2 separate regions of the Macaca mulatta genome follow, and region 2 is linked to region 1. The links are chromatin contacts, called in public Hi-C maps. All regions are on one chromosome and are shown on one strand. Each heading gives the region's core, a stretch centred on a gene start, on an enhancer-like site or on the middle of the called end of the contact. The rest is flanking DNA. Distances are from core to core; before and after follow the strand shown. Region 1 holds the start of TMEM101 (transmembrane protein 101). Region 2 holds the start of G6PC3 (glucose-6-phosphatase catalytic subunit 3).

The links. A called contact is a pair of places that touch in the nucleus more often than the background predicts.
Region 2: a contact with region 1 is called in a Hi-C map of blood, with 5 times the contacts expected there. The contact joins the promoter of G6PC3 here to the promoter of TMEM101 in region 1. A contact is called at or near these places in 2 of 14 Hi-C or Micro-C datasets (blood and liver).

What each region holds. Positions count from the first base shown.
Region 1 is chr16:68,369,170-68,375,481 of T2T-MMU8v2.0, forward strand. TMEM101 (transmembrane protein 101) reads right to left here and starts at 1,371. Exons shown (of 4, transcript NM_001194622.2): 1 at 1,158-1,371; 2 at 690-870. The coding sequence starts at 1,294.
Region 2 is chr16:68,434,413-68,440,342 of T2T-MMU8v2.0, forward strand. It overlaps G6PC3 (glucose-6-phosphatase catalytic subunit 3), which reads left to right and starts at 1,422. Exons shown (of 6, transcript NM_001257733.1): 1 at 1,422-1,732; 2 at 5,323-5,429; 3 at 5,845-5,930. The coding sequence starts at 1,515.

The DNA of each region.
Region 1 (6,312 bases), core at 121-2,620:
ACAACAACAAAAAAGAAAACTGGCAGGTCCTACCTGCCAGTAAGTGGCAGAACCCAAACACAATGTGTTTCTCCCTTCCTCACTCTCAGATCTGTAGACTCTAATCTTGGTGTTCTTTATTCTACGTGGCATGGGATCTATCCCACAAAAACATTGATCTTGCTGCCCTGTAGCTGTTCACACATCTGCCTCCCCTAAGGGTCTGACAGTCTCTTCCTCAAAGTGCCTTTGTCCAACCTTATTTCCAAGTCTGCAGGGCCTGGCACAGGTTCTGGCTTAAATGCTATACTAAGAGTAATTACATTTTCATAAAATTATTTTCTGAAAACTAGGTACTCTCCAAGGTCCTTTGTACCCCATGAGTCTGAAATTACTAAACAGTTTAAAAGATTCTGGGAACCAGGTGACTGGGGTTCTGGTCCCACCGGTATCCTAATTGTGGTGTGGCTTTGGGAAAGTCTGGTTCCCATCTCTGGACCTCAGTTTCCACACTTTGAAGAGGAAGTTTGTGTGGTCTCTTAGATCCATTTCTGCGCTCTGTAATCTCCATAAGCCTAGGGGTTCGAACCTCCCAGGCTTCACACTGTGCACCTGGCCAGCACCATTCATCTCCCACCAACAGCCCTGGGCATTGGCCTCTGATTCCCCGTCACCCAGAGGGACGCCCCTTTTGGGGTCGAGGCGCTCACCTTCAGCCATTCCCCGTAGTGGACGTAGCCCCCGATGTAGGCGGCGTAGGTGCTAATGGCCAATTGGAGTGCGGCCCCCAGCGCGAACCAGCGCCGCTTCACGCCAAAAGACATGAAACTAGCGCACAGCACGGCCGCCCCCATGTCGAAATACAGGTAAGGCACTGGGATGTCGGGCTTCCTGCGACCGGGAGTGGGGAAGCAACGAGGACAGAATGAAGGGGTGGGGGAAGAAATTTGAGACCCCTTGAGTTCCCACAGGCTCCACTGCTCCCCCAAACCAGACTCCCCTCCCAAGGACAGGACTGCCCTACCAGATTTGGCCCGACACGCAGACCAGAACCCCTCCCAGGGAGGTCCCAGTTCGTCCCAGTTCCTCCCAATCCAAGGGTCCGGACTTCTAGCCCCCAATTTCTTTCCCACATCACTGCCCCCTGCCGCGTTTAGCGGCTGCGTAGGCCTGCTCACCGGCGTGCCTCAGCCCTCTCAGCGTAGAGCATGAGCTGGCTGAAGCAGCCCCAAAAGGGGCAGCGTGTGAGCAGCACCGAACCCAACTGCATGATCAGCTGCAACATCCACCGTCTCGAACCTATCTTCGACGCCATCTTGGGAAAGGGCAGTCCGCTGCGGCCTCACCCCAGTCAGAGAGGCCAGCGCGGGGATGGGACACGCAGCTTCCGGGTTAAGCGCTTTTTCTTTTTTTTTCCTCCCGGAAACAACGATATCGCTCTGTAGTTCCGGACCTAAGGTGATCTAGTTGCGAAGTCCAACATTTTCGTCTGCTCATGGAGCCTTCAGGGCCCATCTTTGTCCCTGCAAAATTGAAAACTAGGAACAGAAAGCAGAAGTCTTGGACCGTAGTTTGATGTATTAAAGCAAACTGGTCTTTGACTGCAGCCCGATCAGGGCACTAACCCTAATTCCAACCCGGTGTGATTTTGGGCACATCACCTAAACTTTATGAGACGCATCATGAAATGGGGATAATGACACCTACCTCAGAGTTGAACTTCTTTCTTTGTTTTGTTTTGTTTTTGAGACGGAGTCTCTGTCGCCTAGGCTGGAGTGCAATGGTGCGATCCCGGCTCACTGTAATCTCCGCATCCCGGGTTCAAGCGATTCTCCTGCCTCAGCCTCCCGAGTAGCTGGAACTACTCGGCGCGTGCCACCACGCCCCGGCCAATTTTTTGTAGTTTTAGTAGAGATGGAGTTTCACCGTGTTAGCCAGGATGGTCTCAATTTCCTGACCTCGTGATCCGCCCCCCTCGGGGGCGGGGATTACAAAGTGCTGGGATTACAGGCGTGAGCCAGTGCGCTGGCCCAGAGTTGTGAACTTTAAATGTGACAAGGTCGGTCCTAGTACATGGTAGCGGTTCAATAAATGGTACACATAACGCACCAGAGGAAATCCCCGTTTCTGTTAAGTGCAAAGTAGGGTGTCCTCCTGGCTCAAAGTCACCTCTTTGGGTTTTGCCTTTTGCCTGTCGCCTGAGAGAAAAGGGAGATCTGAACATCTGGGACATCTCAAGTCAGTCCATTTCTCCAGCTGCCATGCTCCCACTGTAGCCCAAATTGTCATATTTTGTCAGTTTAATTGCAGTGGACATCCAGGTGGTCTCTGCATTCCCCTTCAGTGTGTTCTCAGCCCCTTCTCCCACCCCCCACCCGTTTATATGTTCTCATAACATCAGCTACCTTCCTTTGAATCACTTGGCACGGTGACAATTATACATATATATATACGCTTTTTTCCATTTTTGCGACAGGGTCTCACTCTGTCACCCAGGCTGGAGTGCAGTGGTGCGATCTTGGCTCACTACAGCCTACACCTCTCAGGTTCAAGTGATTCTCCTGCCTCAGCCTCCCAAGTAGCTGGGATTACTGGCACCCGCAACCACACCTGACTAATTTTTATTTTTAGTGGAGACAGGGTTTCACCATGTTGACCAGGCTGGTCTCGAACTCCTAACCTCAAGCGATCCATCCGCCTCATCCTCCCAAAGTGCTGGGGTTATAGGCGTGAGCCACTGCACCCAGCCAATGTATTTGTGATTCTTTTATTGACAATATTCCCCCACTAGATTGTGAGCTCCATAAGGACAAACACAGTGCCTGGGTTTCTGTTTACTATTTACAGATGCTCCTTGACTTGTGATAGAGTTATATCCTGATAAACCCATCATAGGTTGAAAATACTGTAAGTTGAAAATGTGTGGCTGACTGGAAGCTGTGGCTCGCTGACACTGCCCAGCATTGCAAGAGAAATACAGTTTCCACTGAATGCAGATCTGCTTTCGCACCAATGTAAAGTTGAAAACTCCAATGCTGGGAACCATCTGTACAACCTCAGGGTCTAGTATACAGGATGCCCTCAGGAAATATGTGTTGTACAGATAGATGAAAAGGTGTTGGAATGGGCACGGTGGTTCACGCCTGTGATCCCAGCACTTTAAGAGGCCGAGGCAGGTGGATCACAAGGTCAGGAGTTCAAGACCAGCCTGGCCAAGATAGTGAAACCCTGTCTCTACTAAAAATACAAAAATTAGCCAGACGTGATGGCTGTAATCCCAGCTACTACGGGCGCCTGTAGTCCCAGCTACTCAGGAGGCTGAGGCAGGAGAATGGTGTGAATCCGGGCGGCAGAGCTTGCAGTGAGCTGAGATAGCGCCACTGCACTCCAGCCTGGGAAATAGATCGAAACTCTGTCTCAAAAAAAAAAAATTGCCACCAGGTAGGGTGTGTTGGCTCACGCCTATTATCCCAGCACTTTGGGAGACCTAGGGTACGGTGGATCACCTGAGGTCACGAGTTCGAGACCAGCATGGCCAACATGGTGAAAACCCATCTCTACTAAAGATACAAAAAAATTAGGCCGGGCGCGGTGGCTTACGCCTATAATCCCAGCACTTTGGGAGGTGAGGATCATGAGGTCAGGAGATCGAGACCATCCTGGCTAACATGGTGAAACCCCATCTGTACTAAAAATACAAAAAAATTAGCCGGGCTTGGTGGCAGGTGCCTGTAGTCCCAGCTACTTGGGAGGCTGAGGCAGGTGAATAGGCAGGGAGGCGGAACTTGCAGTGAGCCAAGATCGTGCCACTGCCCTCCAGCCTGGGCAACAGAGCGAGACTCATCTTAAAAAAAAAAAAAAAAAAAAAGCCAGGTGCGGTGGCGCATGCCTGTAATCCCAGCTACTCAGGAGGCTGAGGCAGGAGAATCGCTTGAACCCAGGAGGCAGAGGTTGCAGTGAGCCGAGATTGTGCTACTGCATTCCAGCCTGGGCAACAAGGTGAGACTCTATCTCAAAAAAAAAAAAAAAGCTAGGCATGGTGGGAGGCACGTGTAATCCCAGCTACTTGGGAGGCTGAGAGGCAGGAGAATTGATTGAATCCAGGAGGCGGAGGTTGGAGTGAGCCAAATTCGCGCCATTCCACTCCATTCTGGGCAACAAGAGTGAAACTCTGTCTCAAAAAAAAAAAAAAAAATCCCCAACCAGCCAGGTGGACAATAAAACCTCTTTTCACATTTCATTTTAAATCAGTCACTAGGGTCTGGCATGGTGGCTCACACCTATAATCCCAGAACTTTGGGAGGCAGAGGCACGGGTGGATCACTTGAGGCCAGGAGTTCGAGACAAGCCTGGCCAACATGGGAAAACCCCATCTCTACTAAAAATTAGCTGGGCGTGGTGGCGGGAGCCTGTGATCCCAGCTATTCAGGAGGCTGAGAGGAGGATCGCTTGAGCCCGGGAGAAGGTGGTTGCAGTGAGTCGAGTTCGTACCACTGCACTCCAGCCTGGATGACAGAGCAAGACTCTGTCTCATAAATAAACACAGTCACTAGGATAAGGTCTGGGTAAATCAGAAAGACCATGAGAAGCCAAGCACGGTGGCTCTCATCTGTAATCCAGCTACTCAGGAGGCTGAGGCAAGAGGATTCCTCGAGGAATTTGAGGCTGCAGTGAGCTATGAGTGCACTATTGCACTCCACCCTGGGTGACAAAGCAAGACCCCATCTCTAAAAAGTAAAAGAACACGAGAGAGGAATACATAGATGCAAAGACCTAGGGAATGAGATTGTATACATGTATGTTGGAGGGTGAGGAGGTCTCTAGGCAAGGGGAATGAGAAAAAGTCTGAGTTAAAGGTAATTTTGTCTGTCTCTGCCCACCAGTGACAACCATACAAAACAAATTTCCTTTACCACAATACAGGCACATAGTACAAAATCAACTTTCTAATTGGTTTTATTCTTCCAGTCTCCTCACCTCTCCGTGTTTCAGATGGCCGAGGTGTACAGCCCTAAAGTGTTGAGGAGGACCAGTACAGGATGTGTACAACATGTCCATAAAATAGTCCTAGGAGTCTGCCTGGGTTGTCCCTATAGGCACAATGCCCCACCCTCCCATCATAACCTTAGCAAGCAGTTTCCAATCAAGTCTCCAGCAGCAGTGGCCAGGGATTTGTGTGAGGGGGAGGGGAAGATTGGATTGAGGAAGCTTGCCTTGTTACCCACTGCGCCCCTTCTCTGGGCTGAAGTCCCTCTCTACCTTTTCCTGCTCTTTCCTTTTTCCAGAGGGATACTGAGAAGGGAAGGACCTGGGGCCAAATCCTCATTTCTAGGGCTGGGACAGATGCTGGCATCCTATCAGGCCAGAAGAGGGGGATGGGTGGGTGGCCTGGCCCCTGAGAAATGAACACAGCCATTTGTTCCTGTGGTCCCCCCACCCTCAGTTACTCCTACCCCTGCCTGGTGTTCTGTGCGGGAGACACGTGGGGAGAAGAAAAGGCACACATACAATACCTTTAAGGGTAAAGAAGCTTTATCCCACATAAATGTCAATGCAGATATAGTAAGCAAATGATATAATAAGCAAGTTGCAGTGGGAAGGGGAGAAGGGAAAACAGATATATATATAGTTACACTCACCAGACTATGGAGGATTCGCTACCAGACTGGGAAGTGAATGACCTCGAGTCGGCCACTCATCCGTGCACAGACGAGGAGAGGTCTCATGAAGCTTCAGCACAGTCTAGGACCCTAGCTCTTTTGTAATGAGTTGTTTGGCATGAGGTCCAGGCACGAGGGCCCTTTGTGACCAGGCTCAAGGAACATAAAAAGATCAACTTGTTTTTGTGATTGTCTGTTGTTTTTCAATAACTGACATATCGGAATAGATTGAAATAGAGATTTCTCCGAAACAGCGCTGGATGAATGCCTCGAGGAGCTCACACAACCCGTTCCGGGACTTGGTGACCATTGTTTGTGTCCATGTTCAACTGAGTTCAAATTTAATATTTAACTTTTCCTCCACATTCGGCCTCAATTTGATACTCAATTATAGGAAAATACTCCTAGGGATACATAGGGAAGGCACAGTTGATATAGATTACAGATACAGGGTAAGCACAGGAGAATGAAAAGCATAATTAGCCAGGCGCAGTGGCTTACGCCTGTAATCCCAGCACTTTGGGAGACCGAGGTGGGCAGATCACAACGTCAGGAGATCAAGACCATCCTGGCTAACACGGCAAAACCCCATCTCTACTAAAAGTACAAAAAATTAGCTGGGCGTGGTGGTATGCGCCTGTAGTCCAAACTACTTAGGAAGCTGAGGCAGGAG
Region 2 (5,930 bases), core at 172-2,671, 65 kb after region 1:
GCCAATGCACTGCAGCCTGGGCAACAAAGTGAGACTCCGTCTCAAAAAAAAAAAAAAAAAAAAAAATTAGCCGGGCGTGGTAGCGCGGGCCTGTAATCCAGCATAGAAGACAAGAACGAAGATCCCTCTCAAAAAGAAAAAAAAAAAACTTTCCTTTTTTTTGTTTTTTTTTTTTTGAGATGGAGTCTCGCCCTGTCCCTGTCGCCCAGGCTAGAGTGCAGTGGTGCCATCTTGGCTCACCGAAACCGCCGCCTCCCGGGTTCAAGCGATTCTCCTGCTTCAGCCTCCCTAGTAGCTAGGACTACAGGTGCATGCCACCACGCCCAGATAATTTTTGTATTTTTAGTAGAGATGGGGTTTCACTATGTTGGCCAGGCTGGTCTGGAACTCCTGACCTCGTGATCTGACCGCCTCGGCTTCCCAAAGTGCTGGGATTACAGTTGTGAGCCACCGCGCCTGGCAAAAAACAAAAAACAAAACCAAAAAAAAAAAACTTTTCAAGAACAAAGTTGATCGAGGTAGGAAGAAACTAAGGAGACACTGTTCAACAGTCTTCTAGGCAGGACCTCGCCTAGAGTAGCTGAGATTTCTATTTTCTATGTGTGTTCTTCCAGATGACTGTTTCAAACTCTGTCGCGGGTGTGTGCCAATCCTCTTCCCATACCAACACTGTTACTATCTCTTGGTTTCATCTGCCTAAGCAGGGTTTTGGATGGCAGGAAGATGGGGGTGGGGGAAGCAAGGGAAGAACTGGGAGGAAGTGTGACTTTGCACTATATGTGAGAATTCGCCTTTTTAGGGAAGACCCCTCAAAATCAAGAGACTTATCTGTCAGCCTCCAAATTAATAGCGGGCGATTTAGAAAGGAAGAGTCTTGAGGTAGGCGAGTATGGGGTGAACTGATTAGGTGTGTATCCAAATTTAGGATCCCGCTTCAGCTCCCAGGAGGAGGGACTGTCTGCAGCCTTTTCTCCAGAGGATCTCAGATTTTTTTTTTTTTTTTTTTTTGCTTTTTTTTTTTTTTGGTGGGTATTGGTACTGGAGAAGAGGGGTCCGGTCGGGAAAGAATCCTGGCCCTGGAGATTACATATCTGCCTTCGCATCAGCAGAGCAGGGACGCTAGGAGCGCGGGCAGCCCGCCGGCTAGTCCGTCCCCTGACCCGGAACCGCACCGGTGCCGCCGCTAGCCGGCTGCCCACGTGCCGGCAACAGCGGCCACGTGGGGCCCTGAGGAAACGCCTTTATAAAGGTTTGTCCCCTACGCTGCCCAGTAGGAAGGAAAACTGGAGGAGAGCGCAGGAGGAAACAGTACCGGCTGGAGGCCGGTCTTGCAGGAGCCGGGGACTGCCGGGGGCGGGTCCGGGGGCGGGGCTTGGTGATGACCGCTGGCGGGGCGGGGCCTCGGACTCAGAGGGGTGGGCTTTAGAGAGCCGCGGGCCGACGCTGCTTCGGTGTCTGGACATTTTGGCTTCCGTCCTGGAGCAAGCCCTGGCCTCGTCGGTAGCTGGGCCGCCATGGAGTCCACGCTGGGCGCGGGCATCGTGATAGCCGAGGCGCTACAGAACCAGCTAGCCTGGCTGGAGAACGTGTGGCTCTGGGTCACCTTTCTGGGCGATCCCAAGATCCTCTTTCTGTTCTACTTCCCCGCGGCCTACTACGCGTCCCGCCGTGTGGGCATCGCGGTGCTCTGGATCAGCCTCATCACCGAGTGGCTCAACCTCATCTTCAAGTGGTGAGACAGAGAAGCCCTCCGGCATCCTGGTCCCCACCCCTGAGGGCCCTGAGTCATGTGTAAGCCCTGGTCTCTCTCAGCAACTGTCTCAAGGGCCTTCCCACCCCCTACTCTGTAGTCTCTGATTTTTTTTCCCTTTGAGCATCTTTGTGCCGCTTGGACTCAAACCTCAGAGTCTACCCATCCTTCTCATTAGACCAGTGTTCTTCAAACTGGTCTGATCAAAAAATCACCTAAGAGGCGTGCCTAAAATGTAAATATCCCGTCCTCATCTCACACTTTCTGATTTAGAAACTCCAAGGGTTGGGAATTTATTTTTGTTTGTTTGTTTTTTGGGAATTCATATTTTAACAGATATCTATGGTGATTTAAGTAGTGGAGAGCCCTACCTCTCAACTCACTTTTTCATTCATCTATTCACTCATTTGCTATAATTTTTAAGAAGCATGCTTTGTGCTGGGCATCACAGCTGCTACGGACAGACAGCTTGCAGGTTAAGGTGTGGTCCCTGGACCATGCCCAACGGCACAGGCAGCACCTGAAAACTGACTAGAAATGCAGACTCTCAGTCCCAGGGCCAGAATGACAGAATCAAAATCTGCATTTTAACAAGGTTCCCAGGTGATTCCCTGTGCGTGTGCAGTAAAGTCTGGGCTAAAGCACTGCTTTCCAGGGAACACTTTCCCTTCCTTCTCTTTCATTCACTAGTAGACTCTTCACACTGAGACTTAGAAGCCAGGGATCCCAGGAACGTGGGTGGAGGCCCTGTGACCCTTGGGGCTGGGCATGCAGCCACACCTCCCTTCACCTCAACCTCTGTTGCCAGATCCTCAGCCTGGGGGAAGAAAGGGAGGCTCATAGGAGGTATTTCAATGGGCTCGAATGACTTGCTGAAAAACAACATAGAGTTCCCCTCCCTTCCACTCTTTTCCACAAGAGCCTCATCCTTATGTAAAGGGAACCACAGTGGTCTATTCACTTCTTTCTTGCCTAATTGCCCTTTGCTTTGTGCTCTCTCCTCCCTCAAAGTCTGTATAAGCCTCCCCCTCTAGTTCTTGTCCCCCAAAGATCACAATCTCCCTCAGACACTATTAATGTCCCCCAAGTGGCAAAGTCCCTATTCATTTTCTTTTTCTTTTTTTTTTTTTGAGACGGAGTCCCGCTCTGTTGCCCAGGCTGGAGTGCAGTGGCCGGATCTCAGCTCACTGCAAGCTCCGCCTCCCGGGTTTACACCATTCTCCTGCCTCAGCCTCCCGAGTAGCTGGGACTACAGGCGCCTGCCACCTCGCCCGGCTAGTTTTTTGTAATTTTTAGTAGAGACGGGGTTTCACCATGTTAGCCAGGATGGTCTCGATCTCCTGACCTCGTGATCCGCCTGTCTCGGCCTCCCAAAGTGCTGGGATTACAGGCTTGAGCCACCACGCCCGGCCTCTTTTTCTTTTTTTCTTTTTTTTTTTTTTTTTTTTTTTTTTTTTTTTTTTTTTTTTTTTTTTTTTTTGAGACGGAGTCTCACGCTGTTGCCCAGGCTGGAGTGCAGTGGCGCGATCTCGGCTCACTGCAAGCTCCGCCTCCCGGGTTCCCGCCATTCTCCTGCCTCAGCCTCCCGAGTAGCTGGGACTACAGGTGCCCGCCACCGCGCCCGGCTAATTTTTTGTATTTTTTTTAGTAGAGACGGGGTTTCACTGTGGTCTCGATCTCCTGACCTTGTGATCCGCCCGCCTCGGCCTCCCAAAGTGCTGGGATTACAGGCTTGAGCCACCGCGCCCGGCCTCTTTTTCTTTTTTTCAAGACAGAGTTTCGCTCTTGTCACCCAGGTTGGAGTGCAATGGCGTGATCTTGTCTTACTGCAACCTCCACCTCCTGGGTTCAAGCCATTTTCCTACCTCAGCCTCCCAAGTAGCTGGGATTACAGGTGTGTGCCACCACACTCAGCTAATTTTTGTATTTTTAGTAGAGAAGGGGTTTCGCCTTGTTGGCGAGGCTGGTCTCAAACTCCTGACCTCTGGTGATCCACCCGCTTCAGCCTCCCAAAGTGCTGAGATTATAGGTGTGAGCAACCCGGCATTCTTTTTTTTTTTTTTTTTTTTTCTTTTTGAGATGGAGGCTTGCTCTGTTGCCCAGGCTGGAGTGCGATGGCACCATCTTGGCTCACTGCAACCTCTGTCTCCCAGGTTCAAGAGATTCTTCTGCCTCAGTCTCCCATGTAGCTGGGATTATAGGCGCCCACCACCACACCCAGCTAATATTTGTATTTTTAGTAGAGAAAGGGTTTCGCCATGTTGGCCAGGCTGGTCTCGAACTCCTGGCCTCAAGTGATCCGCCCTCCTCTGCCTCCCAAAGTGCTGGGATTACAGGCATGAACCACCGCGCCTGGCACTCCCATTCATTTTCTGTGTGAGCACTTGATGTATACTAGGCTCAGTTTTCAGAGGGGAGAGGCAAGTGCCTTCTGTGTTTGCCTCCCCAGCACGTGGTTTCCTGCCAGCATCTCTTTTGCTATCCCATCTTTTGTCTTTCTGGCCACAGCAGCCTCTTCATTGTGTGGTTCCCAGGGCCCAGCCAAGCACTTACTAGACCAGGGGATTTTGACATATTTTTTTCCTCCTTATTCTTTCTCAGCCTTCTCTGTCCATTTCCCACTCCCATTTTCAGACCTGAGAGGCTCACCTAAATAATTTAGGTGTGGATAATTCAGGCTGTAACTGGGGACATGGAGGCAGGGGTAGCAGGAGGGTTAGTGAGGGCCTGTGGGAGAGAGCTGGGTCCTGGGTTCCCTGTGGATGATAAGAGCTGGCCCTGCAGTGAGAGGGGGTGGAGTGGGACAACTGAGTATCTCAGAGCACACACACATGCTTACCACAATCTCTTGCCTCTGTATCAGTTTTATTTTTTATTTTATTTATTTTTTCTTTTTTTGAGACAGGATCTCACTCCATCACCAGGCTGGAGTATAATGGCACAATCACAGCTCACTGCAGCCTCAACCTCCTCAGCTCAAGTGATCCTTTCCACTTCAGCCTCTGGAGTAGCAGGGGCTATAGGCGTACCCCAAGATGCCTGGCTAATTTTTGTATTTTTTGTAGAGATGGGGTTTTGTCATGTTGCCCAGGCTGTTCTCGAACTCCTGGGCTCAAGCAATCTGCCCGCCCAGCCTCCCAAGTAGCTGGGACTATAGGTGTGCACTACCACTTCCAGATAATTTTTTGTTTTTGTTGAATCTGGGTCTTGCTATGTTGCCCAGGCTGGTCATGAACTCCTGGCTTCAAGTGATCCTCCAGCTAAGGCCTCCCAAAGTACTGGGATTACAGTCATGAGCCACTGCACCTGACCCCAGGCTAGTTTTTAAAAATAGTGTTTCCACAGGCTCTGAGGGTTAGGAAAAAAAAGAAATAGTGTGCTTTCTTTCTCCCGTTCTAAGGTAGAAAACCACGGCAAGGTATCCATGGATACCTTAAGAGCAATGGACAGAATCGTAGTCCCTTTTTGACTTCACCCCTCAGGCCCTCCAGAGTACTCTGTGTCCTGCCCACCTTGTACCCCCCTGGCTGTGTGTGCATGTGGAAAGTCATCTTGCATCTGTTCTCTTCCAGGTTTCTTTTTGGAGACAGGCCCTTTTGGTGGGTCCATGAGTCTGGGTACTACAGCCAGGCTCCAGCCCAGGTTCACCAGTTCCCCTCTTCTTGTGAGACTGGTCCAGGTGGGAAGCCTCAAACATTCTCCCTTTCCCAATGTGGTTAGGGTTCAGGTGAACATTTCAGGGTACTTTTCAGCCTGGGTGGCCCAACCAAAGGTCCAGCCTCTCAATTACTGGCCCAAAGAACAAAGGAACCCCAGGGAGACCAAGCTGAGTTATGGGAGGAGGGCACCCATGCTATGTACCAGCTGCCCACTTTGTGTAGAGTACAGCCAAGAGACGCATACCAGGACAGAAACCTGAGTGCAGTGACCTCAGGTGGCAGTAAAAAGGCCTCAGAACAGAGCCAGTTATGGATCAGTGCTGGGGAAAAGCTCTCTTCTCAGCCAGGAGAGACAGCTGTATTATTGAGGCATCACCAGAGGCCCCTGGGTCCTGCCTCCATCTTCTCACCACAAGCTTCTGGATTCACTGGCAGGCAGCCCTTCTGGACACTGCATGATCACAGGAGCAGCCCTCTGGCCCATAATGACGGCCCTGTCTTCGCAGGTGGCCACTCGGGCC